Linked DNA regions of Sus scrofa: all the other regions are linked to region 3. Evidence: chromatin contacts called from public HiChIP or PLAC-seq data. All regions are on one chromosome and are shown on one strand. The core of a region is the stretch at or near the end of the contact, and the rest is flanking DNA. Distances in the headings are between cores, read along the strand shown.

Region 1 (3,157 bases), core at 233-2,732, 130 kb before region 3:
TTTTCTTGCTGAGATGTTATCTGCCTGTACTTGAACTTCTAGGGGGACAAGCAGGGGTTGATGACACATGCCCTTGAACCCAGCAGAGGGCTGACTTGGCACCTGGGACGAGCACCCCACGCGTGTCTACAATCCCCAAGGGGCTTTGGTCCTGCAGGCCTGCTATTGGTCTCCTGGGAACATAGACACAGGTGCTTCCCAGAGCCAGAGCTGCAGCAGGAAGTCTGCCCTGAGCCCTGGGGCCTGTACGGGCCTCTGCCCAGACGCCCTCAGCATGTGGCAAGGTGTTTAGTCCTTGGGCAGCAATTTACACACACACACACACACAAACATGAATAAGGAAGTTGCTAATTGTCCTCAAACTAGCCAAGTCCATTTTGTTTCGTTTGAAAGAACAGGTTTAATTTAATCCCTTATTTCCAATTTGGTGCATCACCAAGATCTTATTTGTACAAAACACCTGATTACAATAATTACAAGCCTGGGAAGCTGTCTTCATTTGTGTCTGAAGAAAGGGACTAATGAGTTACCCCCTCAGCAGTTCCATCTCCTCGGAAGCCCAGCCCAGCTGGTCCTCTCTGCCGGCGGCTCCAGAAGCAGCAGGGCTGGCAGAGGCGAGGCCTGTTTGCACAGCATCTCCAAGAGAAGGAGAGAGGGCCTGGGGCTAGGGGCATGGACTGCAGCGATCACGCCTCGGCTCTGCCACTTACACCCTGTGGGGGTGTTGTAGGCAGGTGCCAGCGTTATCCGCTGTCACCCTGACGCGCAGAGGCGAGTGAGAGTCAAGTGGAATCTTGGCGGCCAAGGCCTAGCCCAGTGCCTGGCACCCAGCTTGCTAGGGTCGACCCCGAGCTTTGAGAACAGGACTGCTTCTTGCCCACATCTGTGTCCCCACACGTGGCTGGGGTCTGGCAGGGGAGAGGAGAGGGGACAGGTTATCATGGTAATGAAATATGTTAGTCATCAAAATCTCCTGCCAGCTTGAGGGCTGGAGGTGGGAGCTGTGTGCCTCTGGGTAGTGCTGCCTAGGGGGTGGTGGTATGGCCTGGGCTTTGGGGGTGGAATGGGGATGCTCGGGGCTTTGGGGGAATGGGCTAGAGCTCCAGCAGGTGGGACCAGGCTGGGCCTGACTCAGGTTGGGATGTGGAAGGGGCTGGGAGGCTGCATGCTGCAGAAATACCTGGGGTGACCAGTCAGCCTGGACGAACCACGAGGTCTGTACAGGGAGAATGCTGGAACCAGCTGGTGGAGAGAACAGGAGTTAAGCCTTTGATCTCTGGACAAGAGAGGAAGCAGGGCCTGAAGAATGAAAAGGGCATCAAAGTTCTAGCTCATAAGAGCACATCAAAGCCAGGGACAGCCTCACAACGTAGAGGGGCTTGGGAGGTAGTCGGTCCTGCCGGCCAGGCCCCAGCCTACCTCTGGCCAACCCACCAGCAATGCAGGCACCAAGCAATGACTCAGACCCCAGCTGGAGCTGGTTCTGGTTGGTCTCACTGTGCGGCTGATTTCTGAGCTGCTCTTGGCTCACTGGGGCACTGGGCAGAGGCCAATTTTTCATTCCCTTGCCAAGCCTGAGCTGGCAGCCCCTGGCAAGTCTGAGATGTCTCTCCGAGCTGCTCCAGCTTTAGGAATTAATTCCACTAAACAGATTGCTCAGGAAGCTTCAAGGTCATCTGGAAATGGTAGCCTGTTCCTATGTTCAGAATCTGAGTCCAGGGATGGGCTGGAAATTTCCAAGCCCACAAGAACCCTAGAACTCTAGAGAATCGCAGAGACTCCCCGCTGCCCAGCGCTGAGGGCGATGGCTCAGGTTAGCCCAGTGGCTGGTTCCTGCAGGCGTTTTATGGGGTGCGCTTGCCCCTACCATGTATCCTGGCTTGGGCCCCCCCACCACCCCCCGATAGGGTAGACTCAGCAGCCTGCCGTTTTCTAAACAAAACTCCCAGCAAAAGAACTGGTGTCCTTGTTCCCACTCCAGCAGGGTGGAAACAGGTCATTGCTTCTGAGAACAGTGACCTCCAGGCCTTGCTGAGCCCAGGCCCTGGGCCTCCTCAGCCTCCACACCTTGTTGGTCTACTTTCTGGCTAATAAGATCCCCTCCCCAGTCCTTTGGTGTCTGCAATAATCATTCCAAGCCTCAAGATCACAACCAGGGAGTTCCCGCTGTAGTTCAGTGGGTTAAGAATCCGGCTGCAGTGGCTCAGGTCGCTACAGACGCATGGGTTCAATCCCCGGTTCTGTGCAGTGGATTAAAAAATCCAGCATCGCCACAGCTGTGGCTTGGATTCGATCCATGGCCCAGGAACTTCCATGTGCCAAAGGTGCGGCCATTAAAAAAAAAAAGATCACAGCCAGCCCATGGGCCACCCAAGAGAGGTAAGGAGCCTCCCAGTCCTTGAGGGACGATACAGGATGCTTCCAACAAGCTGTGCCCTGGAGAGAAGCCACCTCCCCATTCATAACCGGAGGAAGGAGCACCAGAGCCAGCCATCAGCGTTGGGGGAAATGGAAGGGAGAGACAGCCTGGCAGGTGCCCGTTTGTTTTAGCTCAAATGTAATTGGGTTAGTGCCTGAGGGGCACCGGGCTTGTGTCTTAAAGCGACAGAGGCAGCAGCGAGCAGGTGAGAAGCCACAGTGGGGAGGAGGGGCTTTGGCCTCGGGCAGAGCTAGGCTGGCCTGCAGCTCCATACTCATGCGCCCTGTGACCTTGGGCAGGGCACTTGGCCTTTCAGAACCTGTCTCCTTCTATCTAAAGCAGTGGTGTTGTGAGAGGAGCCAAGGACAAGTGCCTCGCATGGTGCCCGATGGGGAAACCACACTGTGTTGGGGAAGGAACAGAGTGGAGCAGAGCGGCAGAGCCAGTGAGACCTGTTATATTCCCCATCTCCACGCCTCTTGCTGGCTTGCCTGGTGGCTTGTCCCCATCACCCTTGGCCAAACACACAGTCTGTGTCTCCCTGCCTGCTAGAGCCACTCAAAAAAGATGTGTGTATTCAGTGACTTTTTTTCTCTTTTTTTGCCTGCCCTGCAGCATATGGAATTACAAGCCGTAGCTGTGACCTAAGCCGAAGCTGCTGCAACACCAGATCCCTAACCCACTGTACTGGGCCAGGGATCAAACCTGTGTCCCAGGGTTCTCTAGATGCCACTGATC
Region 2 (3,488 bases), core at 442-2,941, 250 kb before region 3:
AAAAAAAAAAGAAAGAAAACTTATTGCTATGAAGAGCAGGTGGTCTCTACTCTAGGTAGACAAGATAGTAGTCCTGTGTTATCTCTGCGCTAAGCAGTGGGGGGCGGGGAGGTGAAATAGGCCTGCCTTGGTGTTCTCTAGAGTCCTTTGTGGGAACATCTTTTAAAACAAAAATCTGCTTCTTGCTTTCTCTTACACCTCTGTGTTGTGCTTCCGTAAACGAGACTGAGTCAGACTTTGTAGTCTGTTCCAGCGAAGCCATCACACAGGGATTTGAATGTGGCTCTGGCGAGACAGAAGTAAGGTATATGGAGGTAGCACTGATGGAACTTGATGGGACCATTCATTGACGGGAAGTGTGGGCCTGGGGACGCTGTCCTGCTCTTTAATATAGAGCAGAGGCGGGATGTACACATGAGAGGCAGCAGGGCCTCCTTGATGGACGATTTTGCTGCCCCAGAGCGCGGCTGTGTCTGCAGCATGACTGACTGTAAACCTGAGCCCAAGAGAAACCGCGCTGCTTTGCATCAGCTCTTAGCCTGCCACCAGGGACAAGTACCCTCCAGGCTGGCCGTGTCTGGATAACGCCAGGTACCATGTGCTGTGGTGCTCTGGGGACTTGGAGCAAACAACCCCTTACTCATTCATGCCCGTGGCTCCAGACCCTCGGGCGGGCCCTCAGGGGCAAGAGGGCCCAGGTGGCTTCCCTACACAAAGTGGTAGCTGTGTGCACAGGCCGGCTCACCATCTGCTTCTCTCTTCCGTGTTGTTTTCAGGCCAACCGGGACGCTGTGCTGAGCCGGATACCTGAGCACAAGAGCGATCGCCTCATCAGTTTACAGAGTGCATCTGTGGTCTATGATTTACTGACCATTGCTCTTGGAAGAAGAGGCCAGTATGAGATGCTGTCAGAGGTACAGCCCTTGAGTCGGATCGACTTCCAGGCAGTGGGTGGTGGTGGTGGTGTAAACGCTGGAAAGAGATGGGGGACCTGGCCTTGCCCTCAACCCCTGTCACCCGCAGCCTTGAGCCGTCATTCAGCTTTAGTTTCCTTCTCTGCAGAATGGGAATTGGGCTCAATGATGAGGTGGTGGAATTCACCAATGGTCACGTCCTACCAATGGTCCGTGAACCCTCTGGGGGTGAGTCTGTGTGAGAGAAGGCAAGCATTTCTCAAGCCGTGTGATCTCCACCATAATGCAAATCTTCCATCTGTGATACTTATTTCCTTGTCAAACAGACCTCATTTTATTGAAAGGAGCAATGCGTAACTCCTGGTGCAGTGGCGACGTCAGGTGCCGTGAATACTGGATGAGCTAGTACCATCTTCCCGTAGTCTTGCTTGCTCAGAAGAGACCCCAGCCAGGCCCTGCCATCTCCTTCCCTCAGCTACTAAGAAAGCCTGACTGTTTTACAGTTTCAGAAGGCTGTGGTCGTGCAGTATTGAGTTGCTGCCCAGAATACCAAAGCCACCCTGGTAGAGGCTAAACCAGTAACAAGATCATTTTATCTTTTCCTTAGTGGAGTAAAAAGAGGGAAGGAAAGAAAAACAAGTCCTTTTTGTCAAAATGAACTTTTCCGTGTTATTTATCTTTCTTTTTCTAAATTTACACACATTGCAACAGCCTCTGGGCATGAGGACAGGGAATGAAATACAGTAACAGATTGGCTGAAATCAGATAAGCGCCCGGCTCACCCTGTTGCCTGCCGGTGTGTCGCCACATTAGGCAGGAGCCTGGGAGAACAGATGAGCCTGAGTGGCATGGATCTTTTTTTAGTCTTTGGTTTGGTGACTCTACAGGGCAGTGGTTACTCAGTCTTCCAAAAAATCCCCTCACAATCTGGCTGGATAAAACAACAAGTCCAGATGTTCGGGTCACACATGCCGCGCCCCCCTGGGACTCTCCCAGGCTGGGGATTGGCCCCCGATGCTTCCCCGCCCCAGCGGCTTTGATGTCCTGGGATCCTCTGCTCCCTGCAGGCTTAGTTCCTGTCCAGGAGCCCATCTGTAGGGAAAGTACCACCCAGCCCACAGTTGGGTTCTTTTAAGTAAACTTTCCCTCCCAGACAAACCACTTAACAGCTCTGAGAGTCCAAGGCTAAGTACGGTTTGCATGTGTACTTTCTTCCCATCGCGTATGGATAGAACCTGCCCCTGGCCTGAAACTTGCCTGTGTCCAAAACAGGTGTGAGGAGCCTGGGGTGGCTGACGTGGTGGACAGGCTGCCCACAGGCTTCCGGTCATGCCGGGGGAGACTCTAGGGGGACGGCTGTCATCCTAGCGGCATTCCCCTGCAAGCTGGCGGCTCCCTGGCAGGCGCCTCCGCCCATCACGGAATCCTAGAACCTTGTTTTCGGCCAGATGACTTTCACCTTGACATCACATGTAGCTTCATCTCGTGCTGACGACCTGACACCAGCGTCACTGGGCAGTCGGGTTGGTTGCTGCAGGCTTTGCATTTCAGAATTTCACTGCACTTATCACTTTGTCAGTGGTGGGAACAGTGCCGGGGGTTGCCTTGGAGGTGCTGGGGTAGAATGTGGGAGAAAGGGCAGTTTATCACTGTATAAACCTGGGAGCCTTCTGAATTTTGTGCCATATCTGTATTTTATTTATTAAATATATGAATCAATGGAGTTCCCATTGTGCCTCAGCAGAAAGGAACCTAGCTATATCCATGAGGATGCAGGTTCAATCCCTTGCCTTGCTCACTGGGTTAAGGATCTGGTGTTGCCATGAGCTGTGGTGTAGCTCGCAGACGCAACTCAGATCCTGCATGGCTGTGGCTGTGGTGTAGGCCAGCAGATGCAGCTCTGATTCAGCCCCGAGCCTGGGAACTTCCAAATGACACAGGCGCGGCCCTCCCCCCAAAAAACGAATCAATGGGTCAAAAATATATGAAATGGGTGACATTCATTTTTTTAACACGTAGGTCTGCAGTCCCAGGTTCTGTAGCAGGGGCTGTGAGAAGGCAGGGATGCAGCCGTGAGCCAGGCTCGGTCCCTGCCCATGGGAGGCTCCCAGTTCAGGGGGAGGCAGCCAGGCAGCAGGTGGTCACCGTCTGGGGTGGCTGACGCTAGGGGGCTCCACTAGCTCTGCAGGGTCTGCATCTGCTAATGAAGGATTTGAATCCTTGGCCTTAGCCTTTCTTGCTGCTTCTCCTTAGTTTTGCCGATGGAGCAAACATTTGGTGGCCAAATTGTCTCAGATCTAGGGCTGTGTGGGAGGAAGGAAAAAGTGCACAGTGGTGTTTCAGGGGCCAGTCCGCCTTTGGAGGTGGGGGCGTGGTCCACCCTTGGCTGAGCTGGGTCCTCCACCCCCACCCCGCCTTGGTCTCAGGCCACATCTTACCTATAAGCGTCCTGCTTCCTCATTTGCTGGGACTTTCTTTTTCTCTTCTCATCTGTCCTTCCATTTTTCTGAGGATACGAGGTTAAAAGTCTAACTGGATTTTTTTTTAAATTAAGGTAAGTTTATATAACATAAA
Region 3 (3,669 bases), core at 25-2,524:
GGGGTGTCAACTGATCTTCCCGGGTCTCAGACTGTTCACTGTGTAATGAGGGATCAGAGGTATGCAGACTGTGGTACCAGATCTGGCTCGTTTGACAGGTGATTTTATTAAGCCTTCTCCTCTATCTAGGAGAGCCTATCCTCGGCACCGAAGAATGCCCCCTCGGTTTACTGAGGAGCTAACCGTCGGTTCTCAGGCTACAGTCTGTTAATCTACCCTCGTCCGTCCCATGCCCCCCAGGCCGGCTCCTGGTCCATCCCCTCGGCCCCTTCTATGCAGACACAGCGGAAAACCCGAGCCCGCGGGGACGAGATAAGGAAATCACAGGAGGGAAATGGAAACCGGCCCTTCTGAAACAAAAGTGCCCACGACGGTGCTTTCGGGCGGCCGGGCCTCGGCTCGTAGTAAACAGGAAGGGTCGCCTCGGAGGCAGATCGAGTTGGGGTTTCGAGATAAGGCGAGGTTTTCTTCTTATCGCTCCGGTGGCTGCTATTATCACACAAGGTGCCGCGTAAACGCGAACGCGGCCTCAATGAGCTAGGGGGGAGGGCGAGGGTGGTTTCCGATCGCCCCTCGGAGGGCCACGAGCCTGGCAAAGGGATTTAGGCTTGTTTCTAGGAAAACTCCGTGTCTCGCGACGCTCCAGCGGGAAGAGAACCTGAGCGCCTCTCGCCTAAGCCTTTCAAGTACGCGCGGGCGGGCAGGGCGGGGCGGGGCGCGGCGCGGGCGAGGGCACTACATCTCCCGGCGGAGGAACACAGGCAGTCCTCTTTCACACGCCCCAAACGCGCAGCTCTGGAGCCGGTTGCTTAGTTGGCGCTGCCGAGGCTGCTTTCCTCCTTCAGTTTGACAAGGGCGCTCTGATTGGCCAGCGCGACCCTGCAGTCGTTGGCCGGAAAGAGTCGAGACGCCTGATTGGCCGCTCCGCACCTGCAATGCGTCAAGCCGCGGTGGGCGTGGAGGACCCCGCGTGAATGGCCGTGGCTGGAGGAGGGTCAGCAGGCTGCTTTCGGGAGGGAGCGGCTCCGCCTATGGCCGCCATCTTTACTAGAGGCACCGCGGACGGCTGGGACGCAGGGGGTTTTTCGTGGAGCTTTTGGGGACAGTGGAAATAGGCTCTGCGACAGAAGTTTTGCTGGGGGTTTCTGTTCCCTTTTTCTATGGTGGTGGGTTGTTTCGTTTTTGCTCAGGTCCCAGGGAGGTGGTGGGGTAGGATTCGAGGGCTCGCGGCTCAGGGCAGAGTGGCCACCCAGGAAGGAGGGGGTCTGACAGGAGGTTTAGGCGGCGCTTCCCGAAAACCGCTGGGTCTGCGTTCTGTCGGCGGGCGCAGGGAGGGTGATTTGACTCCTCTCCATTTCTAGAAGCAAAGGGGAGGTTGGCTTCCTGGGCTTTTGCTCGGGCTGGAAGGCAGTTCTGGAAAGCTCCTCCGAATACGTCATGGTTGTTGCTCGCGCTGTGCGCGGTCCCGCCTGCAGGGAATGCGGTTTTTGTTTTTCAGAGCTGTAAATCCCACAACCGCCTAGGGAACTTTCTCGGCTCCGGAGACAGTGGCCTGCAGGGGCCAAGCGGAGCTTGCTAGACAGACATGATAGCAGACGTTGGCTGAAATTATTTTGATCCTGTCAGTTTAGTTGCCATTTTAGGCGACTCGTCGTGTGTTTGGGTGTGGATCCCGCTTTCATCTCCGATGTTCACCCCCCTCTGAGAAGGGGGGGGTCCTCATATTATGTTTTACTGTTCCAAAAGTGATGGTTGTTCAGGGTTACCTTCCGTATATATGAGTGAAAGAAAAAAAAAATATATGTGTTTCCTGGGTGAATTAGAGCTGGGGGAGTGGAAATAAGCCATGGTTGTCTTGTTTTCGGGAGATGATGTCTGATGGTTTTATTTGAGCTGCGTAGGTGCAAATTCGGTGGAGCGTGGCTATCCAAAGGTGAATTCTGGAGCTGCCTTGGTGTGGGTGTTGCTATGGCCACAGGGAGAGGTAGTGAATTATAGGGCCAATAAACCCAGCGCAGCCAGGCCTCTCCCTTGTGTGAAGCCTTAGTAATTGACGACCCGGGTTCGTGTATCCTGGCTTTCGCAGTTCCCTTCCCCGTCCAAGATTCCTGGATTGATCTTTACAGGCACACGTGGGTCTGTACTGACTCTTCTATTGACGAATATGGCAGGTGCAGCCACAGCTTTGTATAGGTTTTCTGATTAGGTGCTGCCATGTGGGAGCGTGGTGTGGTACCATTTACCAGACAATTTTATTTGTAAGTTGTTGCTAGTCTTAGCTAATGGCACTGATTTTGAACATTTAATCACTGTCTCATGCGTTTTCCCGTAGGCAAAGCATCACTTTACCTTAGAGTGCCTCCTGCCTAAAACTAACGCTCCCTTTTACTGTGTCTCAGTATGATGCCAGAGCACTGAGTTCAGGGACGTTGCAAAAGACAATTGCAGCTTTGCATAATCTCCGTATAGCAACAACCACTCGTGCCTCTCTGGAACACCCAGTAATTCAGTGTTCTTTGGCAGCTGCAGTGCTGGGAGTTGGCCACTTTGCTTGCTGCGGTGAGGTAGAGCAAAGGACTAAATCTTCTGGAGCCTTGGTTTCTTCTGTAACATGAAGAGAATTAAATCTGTCTCACAGTCCTTGTGAAGATTGCAGGAGATGAGAATGTGCCAGGTCTGTGGAAATTGTAGAACGACTGACATAGTGATAATCAGTTACTAAAGCATTTATTGAGGGCCCATAACTATCTGACCTTGTGAGAGGAAGATTTTCCTTCAGGATTTTCTGCTTTGTGAGGGGAACAGATGGACAAACTCAGATCCAAAATAAACTTTGAATGGCTTAGGGTTTTTTTTTTGTTTGTTTTGTTTGTTTTCCCCTTAGGGAAGGCATAGTATTAATATAGCCTTGTTAGCATGCAGTGCCAGATTTGAGGGCCCTTAGGGTGACTAGCTCATCACAGTTTGCCTTGGTCTTTCCTGGTTTTAGCATCAAAGGCCCATGTCCTAGAAAGCCCCTCTGTCCCAGGCAAACTAGGACATTTGATCACCCTTGGATTGTTTTCAGTGCCACAAGATGGGAGAGTGAACAGAATGGGAAATGAAGATTCCAACTATATAGAGGTGGTTAGGTTTCTCTAGGATCTGTGAGGACACGGGTTACTGAGCACAAGAAAACAGATGTCCTTGTGTAAGATAAGTCTGAGCTGACACCTGAAACTTGGCATGTCCAGAGTCAAACATAATTTTAGCTATTGTTCCTTCTCTCAGTCCCCTCTCAGGGTTTTGCTTTTCATGTTTTATGTTTTTAAAGGTTCTTACTCAATTCCAGTCTTTATCTCTGGTAAGGGCTCTCCTGAAGTATTAGTCACTTTTGAGTGCAGAAGTTCTTTTTAACACCATGGACCCCTTTGCCAGTCTGATGAAGCCTAATTCTACTGTGGTTCATTGCCATGTTCATAATTGAAAGCATGCTACATTTCACGTAGAAGTTAGTGAAAATAGTTGTTCTACTTTTCCATCTAAGTTCGTGGACCTAAACTGCCTCCATATAGACCAGATTCAGAAGCTCACTCCTCCGTTGCCCTGTTGTAGTACTCTTTCCACCCTGAACTTTTTTTTTTTTTTTTTTTTGCCTTTTAGGGCCACATTCTCGGCACATAGGGGTTC
Region 4 (3,216 bases), core at 268-2,767, 210 kb before region 3:
GGAGATCCAGGACAAAGACGCTTGAAAAGACTCACTTGGAAAGCTCTGTCTAAGGTTTTGACACTTATTAATAAGTATCGTCAGCAATACTTAAAAAAAGAGAGAGAGAGAGAAAACAGTTCAGCTAAGACTGTTTAACTTCGCTAAAAACTTCTGGCAATTTGTTATGTGTCTCCATTTAGAATGAAGTTATCTCGGGCATAATGAAAAGTAAATCAGTTTTGTGGAAAGAGAGAAACCGTTTGTTTAGGGAGAAACAAGGGATTTGGTATGGGCTGTTCTCCTGGGAAACAAGAGTCTCTTGTGTCACTTCATTCGTCACACTGTCACTTGAAGGAGGCCTCTGTTTCCACATCTGTGGTTCACATCTCGGGACTGTCAGAAAGACAGCTTCACATGCGGCAGAAAGGGAAGCAGCTCCTGATAGTGACAGAGCGTCAGGTGCTCAAGTGGTGGCTTCGTGTGTGTGTGTGTGTGTGTGTGTGTGTGTGTGCGTAACAAGTCTTTTCGGTTTTGTTTTAAACCAGATACCCGAGGCTCTGGGATACGTCCGCCAAGCCCTTCAACTTCAAGGCGACGATGCCAACTCCCTGCACCTCCTTGCCCTCCTGCTCTCAGCACAGAAGCATTACCATGACGCCCTGAACATCATTGACATGGCCCTGAGTGAATACCCAGAAAACTTTATGTAAGTCTTGTCCCGTAGATGGAAGGTGTTACATTTACTTCTTTCCCGTGCCTTCTCTTCAGCCTGTCTAAGCCCTTCACGGGACACCCCAGCGGCAAACAGTACAGAATTCCCCTCCCTCTTGCTTTCTCGTGATGTTTAGACACGAACGTCATCTGTCAGGTCAACCTTCCTAAACTGAAATTCTCTCCGTTCTTCCCCCATGTATACCTTTGGGGCACACCCGATGATTTTAAATGGATTATGGTGAACATTTTTATATTGATAGGCATTTTAAAAGGTTCATGAGAAAAAAATACAGCTGCACAGCAAAGTGTGATTTCATAGAATTGTTGCCCAGAGGGAGACTCTTAAGAATTTTTAAATGAGCTGTTTTAAATTCAATTTAAAGGAACATATTAATATACGTGGAGGTGGCAGAAGCTGTATGGAGCAAACTCCAAAGACTGAAATTTGGGAAACGTTGCTTTACAGCTTCTTTGCCCTACGTTGCCAAGGACGCTCATTAGTTCCAGGTGATTAGTATATTTTAGGCAACTTTGACAAGGATACCTGACCTCTCTGTATCTTCGTTTTATTCTCTAAGAAGTGGAATTCCTTCAGTCCGTCAACAGTGTCTGCAAGTAATCCAAGAGTTGTCCTTACAAACTGCCATGTGATGGAATTGTCTGCTTATCTCCACCTCTTCCCTCTGAATCCCTGAATCCAGGCCCGCTGGTTAGGCTCTGTTGAGAAGGACATTGTCTTTTGGGCGACACGGTTCCCATTTTATCCTCAGTGGAGTAGCTTAGTAACCAGCGGCCAGAAACAGTAAACAGTCGCGCAGGCTGGCAGGTTCTAATTGTCTAAGTGGCAGGGTCAGCAGTGGGCGGGGGCCGGGGGAGAAGGGAAGGCTGGCTCTCTTCACTTTCAGAAATAATGCAGTCGCAAATTTGAAGTGGATCGGCCTTGGCTTTATTTCTCTGCCTCATCACCTCACTGTGGTTTTAATCAGTGTGTTTCAGCAGCTCCCCTTGGAAAATTGGTTCACACATTTCCATTACAAACATTGCTTTGTCTTCAAGTGAAAAGGGCACTTCTCCTGTCCCCGTCGAGAAAATTCTCATTATAATCCAGGAAACCTCTGACTAGAGAGTTCTTTTGTAGGTTCAGCTATTTATGCAGAGTGAATTAAAGAGCTTTGCTGCAGTGTTTCACTTCTTGCCGATCTCAAACCTGCTCTTTTGCACACCGAGTACATTTCTGGATTTTATCCAAAGCTGTCTAGTCCGTGGAACCTTAGAGGGTGCAAGCACTTAAAAAAATACCCAGGCCTTTACCCATCAGTCGTAAAGCACAGCCTGATGCAATTGCATTCGGTGTCTCTCACCAACATTTATAAATTAGCCGTCCCTCCCCAGCACCTTCCTTAGCTGTGAGACATTAGACTCCAGTGTGTGGCTCCTGCAAAGACAGCCTGGGGTGTCATCCGAGAGGAGGCTTATTAAACTAATAGCCACACCGCACAGTAAGCAGTAAACAGTGGTGGCTAATATGGTAATGCCTCCAAGTGACAGCAGCTGACAGCCTTTTCAAGTAGTAGAACTAAGGAACAGCAGTAGAGATATTTGAGGAATGCAAGCCTGTTATTTTAATGTTAAGCTGTAAGCTCAAAAAAGCCAAGCATATGGCAGCAGGGCTGAGAGCAGTGGATGACTTGTTTGCTTTTTAAATATTTGTATTTTTTCCTTTGTGATGGGAAACTTCTTCCCAAGAACCCTTTATTAAAAGTTGGGGCCAGATGTATTCAGTGGATCCCATGGTTTTTTTTTTTTTTTTTTTTTTTTTTTCTTTCCCCCCAACCTAGGTCAAACATTTCAACACCAACCTAAACAAGATGACGTGGGCACTTGTCCCAACTGCCATGTAGCATTATCTGTTTGTTTGTGACAAGCCTGTCTCCAGCAGAGGAAGCCTGGGATGGCCTCGTGTTTCTCGAGTCTGAGTGGCCATTAACCTCCCACGGGCTGCGTCTGTGGTAGGTGGCTCGTCAGCCTCTGCTGGATGGAGGTGAGAGCCCGTCCCACTGTGAGGGTCAGGCCTGCCCAACTGTTGAACGGAGAGCTCACTTAACCGGCCTCCGAGCCTGATGCAGAGAAGTACAGAATTTTTTGGTCCCTGTTAAGTTTATTCAAGATACTTAACCACCAACTTATCTCATGGCGACAGTAAGGATGGGTAAACACTGGCTAGACCAGCTGCTCCTCCAAGGGCGTTCAGCTGTCCTCGCAAGCACTTTGAAGGCATTTGTGCGTGGTTCTCCATGGTAGAGAGGAATTCATATTTTATCACTACTGCTAATACAGTGTCTTCAAATGTGATGTTTTAGAATGCTTTAAAATTTTAAAATGTTGAGTAGAAGCAAAATACTATTTATTAAATCTATATAAGATAATAATATAGGAGTTCCTGTTGTAGCTCAGCAGTAATGAACCTGACTGGTATCCATGATCCCTGGCCCCAGTCAGTGAGTTAAGGATCCAGCCGTT
Region 5 (3,325 bases), core at 441-2,940, 160 kb before region 3:
TTTGCATTCTGGTCAACGAGATGTGAATTCCCGATTTCTCACATCCTTTATAACGCAGTGAATCATCAACTTCTAGATCTTCACCAATCTGATAGGTAGAAACGGTATTTCAGGTCTCTGCTCATGGCCTCTGCCCATGTATCTGCTTAGATATTGGGCTTTTCTTTGATTTGTAAGCATTTATCACGTGTCAAGAAATTTGCCTTGTGTCATATGTGCTAGAACTATTTGCCCCCATTTTAATTTTGTTTGTGTTGTGGGGGGTTGTTGTGGTTATTTATTGTTATTCTATTTTTTTTTTTTTGCCAAGCAATTTTTATTTTTACATTTATCAGTCCTCTCTTCATAGCAGCTGGGCATCCCCTGATATTTAGACAGCAACTACACACTTTTGTGGTCTCTTTTCCTAAAAGTTCCATGTATCTCCCAGTGCCATTTGTATAAGCACCGTCTTATAAAGAAAGTCGGAAGAGTTGTTTTACTCCATTTGGCAGAAGGGAAATCGGACTAGACCGAAGCCAGCACCTCTTCCATCTCATTGGGGCAGGGGTCGGGAGAGTTGAAGCCAAGCATCTTATGTTTGTTGCACTTGACACCAAGCTCCCTAGGAAACATCTACCCCCTTCTTGAGCATGCGCACCTTATCGCTGGCCACTGCAGAGTCACACTTCCCAGTCAGTCAGACTGGAACCAGAGTCTTCCCCAGGCCAAGTGGCTTCTTAGTGCCCATCCTTCAATCTCCACTTTGGGATGGCAGCTAAAAATGACTTTGCAGTAGGTGGATAATTTCTGCTTGTTACTTACTAATAATTATAGCTTTCACTTTGGCACCTCTCACAGTTGAAACCAGCGGCTATTCTTAGATGTGCAAGATCAGATTTTCTGATTTCTGCTGGGAATGTAAAGCTGTGATCCACACATGCATTCCTTGGCCCTGGCTCGACCCGGCCAGTTCACCTCCCCCCGCCACCAGGCTTCTCCCAGCCCCTGGGAAGCTGGGTTGAAGCGTAATCCTGTAGCATGGCCACCATGACGAGATGAAGACAGCTCCTGGACAGGTGGCGTGAGGGTCACTGCACAGGGAGTGCCTGCGGGAGGGAACACGCAGTACCCAGGGGGCAGGCCCGCCCTGACGCAGTGCCAATCTCCATGGGTCAGTCCCGCCAGATCTGCCCCTTCTACGGCCCCAGGGGTTTGGATTCCTGTCTACAGTGTGCAGGAAGCTAACGTTTACCAGGCACTGTGCATGTGTCAGACGTTATTCCAAGGACTTTCTTTGTTTTAACTTGGTTCATCCTTGTAATAGGCACCCAAGGCCGAAATACTCTTCATCACCCCCATTTTACCAACAAAGAGACTAAGACAATAGCTCTCAAGTCACCTGGGGTTACATGGTTAATCAGTGGAGAAGCGAGAATTCAAACCCAGTCAGTGTGGCCCCAGAACCCCAGCCCCTGCCCAGGGCAGGCACTGAGCCCCATGCGCACAGAATCTGTGCACATCGGCGTTTGTGCTGCCTTCGGGGCGAGGCTCTGGAGTGCCCTGGTCAGAAGACAGACACAGGCTCAGCCTTCATGGAGTTTGAGATGAGAAACGGAACAATTGCAGAAGCACTTGATTCCCCCCGCGCCAAGAGCCGAGTGCCCTGGCTGGGGGGGTAGTGCGGGCTCTGCCAGCACTGGGAATAGAGATCTTCCCCAGCCGAGGCCAGCCGAGACCTGAGCACTGGCAGGTGCAGGACGCCTGCGGGCAGGCCTGCAGACCGCGTGAGCTCTGAGCGTTAGAGGCCACAGGGCCTGAAGCCAAAATAGGAAGACTTGCATGGCCAAGGTGAGGTGGGAAGAGCCAGCCCTGGTGACCAGGTCAAGATCTCTTCCTAAACACACTGAAAAGCTGTGGAAGGATGTCCAGCAGGGGGTGAAAGGCCCAGAGGGAGGTTTCTAAGATCCCACCCGCTGAGTGTGGGGCGCGGAGTGGGAGGCAGCACAGTGGAAAGGGTGGGTCAGGACCACGGGTCTGCGTGACCAAGGGGAACAGCTGGTCTGAAGTGGCATCAAGAGGCTGGAGAGAAGGGAAACCTGAGATGCATTTTCCAGGTAGAACTGATGGGACCTGCTGATAGATTAGACGTGGGGGTGAAGGCAAAGGAGCCCTGTGTTGGGGCTGGAGTCGGCGGGTGACTGATGATTCCACGTTCTGCCATGGGGCGGGGGAAATGGATGGGCAGGGCTCAGGGAGCAAGAGAAACCAGAGTCCTGTTCGAACCCTATTTGAGCCCTTTTTTTTTTTAATTTGAGTGTGTCGGGTGCCTGGGGACATGCAAGTGAAGGTGTCAGGTCGGTGGCTGGATATTCAAGTCTACACTTGAGATTTCGGCTCGAAACATAAGTTGGGAGTAGGAGTTAAAGCCCAGGGCTGTGATGAGAAGGCCTAGGAAGAGACTATTGACGGAGGAGAGAAAGGGCCAGGACCCAAACCTGAGCCCCCAACATTTAAAATTTAGGGAGGAGAGGAAAAGCCAAAGGATCAGGAAGGAAGTGGGCAGCAAGGCAGGAGGAAACCAGGGCCAAGGGGGTTTACAAAGGAGCCTGCCCGGTGCGATGATCGAGGACTCGGACCCGTGGAGGTCCTGGTCCTACATGGTCTAGCAGTGGTACCTACTCCCTCGAGCCCTAGTCTTCTTCTCTGCAAAACAGTGACAGTTGTGACAGTCCCACAGGACAATGCTCAGAGAGGGTTAAGCAGGTAGCATCTACTGTCTATTAAAAGAAAGGTCTTCGGAGTTCCAGTCCTGGCTCAGCGGTAATGATCTCGACTAGGATCCATGAGGATGCGGGTTCCATCCTTGGCCTCACTCCATGGGTTAAGGATCCAGCGTTGCCGTGAGCTGTGGTGTAGGTCACAGATGTGACTTGGATCTGGCGTGGCTGTGGCTGTGGCATAAGCCAGCAGCTGCAGCTCCAATCTGACCCCTAGCCTGGGAACCTCCATATGCTGCAGTGCGGCCCTAAAAAGATAGATGGATGGATAGATAGATAGATAGATACATAGATTGATAGATAGATAAATGATACATGGATGGATAGATGATACATGGATGGATAGATGGATGGATAGATGGATGGATAGATAGATGATATGTAGATGGATGGATAGATGATACATACGTAGATGGATGGGTAGATAGATGATACATACGTAGATGGATGGATAGATAGATGATACGTAGATGGATGGATAGATAGATGATACATACGTAGATGGATGGATAGATAGATGATACATATGTAGATGGATGGGTAGATAGATGATACGTAGATGGATG

The links. HiChIP or PLAC-seq counts read pairs in DNA pulled down with a chosen protein or histone mark.
Region 1: an H3K27ac HiChIP or PLAC-seq map of skeletal muscle shows a contact between it and region 3. The contact joins two enhancer-like sites. A contact is called at or near these places in 2 of 2 datasets of contacts at active chromatin or transcription factors (alveolar macrophages and skeletal muscle).
Region 2: an H3K27ac HiChIP or PLAC-seq map of skeletal muscle shows a contact between it and region 3. The contact joins two enhancer-like sites. A contact is called at or near these places in 1 of 5 promoter capture datasets (liver), 2 of 47 Hi-C or Micro-C datasets (heart right ventricle and skeletal muscle) and 2 of 2 datasets of contacts at active chromatin or transcription factors (alveolar macrophages and skeletal muscle).
Region 4: a contact with region 3 is called in an H3K27ac HiChIP or PLAC-seq map of skeletal muscle. The contact joins two enhancer-like sites. A contact is called at or near these places in 1 of 5 promoter capture datasets (skeletal muscle), 1 of 47 Hi-C or Micro-C datasets (retroperitoneal adipose tissue) and 2 of 2 datasets of contacts at active chromatin or transcription factors (alveolar macrophages and skeletal muscle).
Region 5: an H3K27ac HiChIP or PLAC-seq map of skeletal muscle shows a contact between it and region 3. The contact joins two enhancer-like sites. A contact is called at or near these places in 1 of 5 promoter capture datasets (fetal skeletal muscle), 2 of 47 Hi-C or Micro-C datasets (both in skeletal muscle) and 2 of 2 datasets of contacts at active chromatin or transcription factors (alveolar macrophages and skeletal muscle).

The regions. Positions count from the first base shown.
Region 1 is chr7:112,274,671-112,277,827 of Sscrofa11.1, reverse strand. The region is part of intron 19 of TTC7B (tetratricopeptide repeat protein 7B); the gene reads left to right. Among named protein-coding and RNA genes, the nearest start is that of CALM1, 120 kb to the right of the region's middle. Within about 2 kb of position 1,482, at least 33 of the 83 cell types and tissues checked have an H3K27ac peak or open chromatin away from gene starts, as enhancers often do. A contact at or near this core is called in skeletal muscle, where this site is marked.
Region 2 is chr7:112,391,989-112,395,476 of Sscrofa11.1, reverse strand. It overlaps TTC7B (tetratricopeptide repeat protein 7B), which reads left to right. Exons shown (of 20, transcript XM_021099609.1): 9 at 777-914. Among named protein-coding and RNA genes, the nearest start is that of TTC7B, 130 kb to the left of the region's middle. Within about 2 kb of position 1,691, at least 8 of the 83 cell types and tissues checked have an H3K27ac peak or open chromatin away from gene starts, as enhancers often do. A contact at or near this core is called in liver and skeletal muscle, where this site is marked.
Region 3 is chr7:112,144,291-112,147,959 of Sscrofa11.1, reverse strand. No RefSeq gene overlaps it. Among named protein-coding and RNA genes, the nearest start is that of CALM1, 15 kb to the left of the region's middle. Within about 2 kb of position 1,274, at least 83 of the 83 cell types and tissues checked have an H3K27ac peak or open chromatin away from gene starts, as enhancers often do. A contact at or near this core is called in liver and skeletal muscle, where this site is marked.
Region 4 is chr7:112,359,217-112,362,432 of Sscrofa11.1, reverse strand. It overlaps TTC7B (tetratricopeptide repeat protein 7B), which reads left to right. Exons shown (of 20, transcript XM_021099609.1): 15 at 528-688. Among named protein-coding and RNA genes, the nearest start is that of TTC7B, 160 kb to the left of the region's middle. Within about 2 kb of position 1,517, at least 27 of the 83 cell types and tissues checked have an H3K27ac peak or open chromatin away from gene starts, as enhancers often do. A contact at or near this core is called in skeletal muscle, where this site is marked.
Region 5 is chr7:112,309,101-112,312,425 of Sscrofa11.1, reverse strand. The region is part of intron 18 of TTC7B (tetratricopeptide repeat protein 7B); the gene reads left to right. Among named protein-coding and RNA genes, the nearest start is that of CALM1, 150 kb to the right of the region's middle. Within about 2 kb of position 1,690, at least 1 of the 83 cell types and tissues checked has an H3K27ac peak or open chromatin away from gene starts, as enhancers often do. A contact at or near this core is called in skeletal muscle, where this site is marked.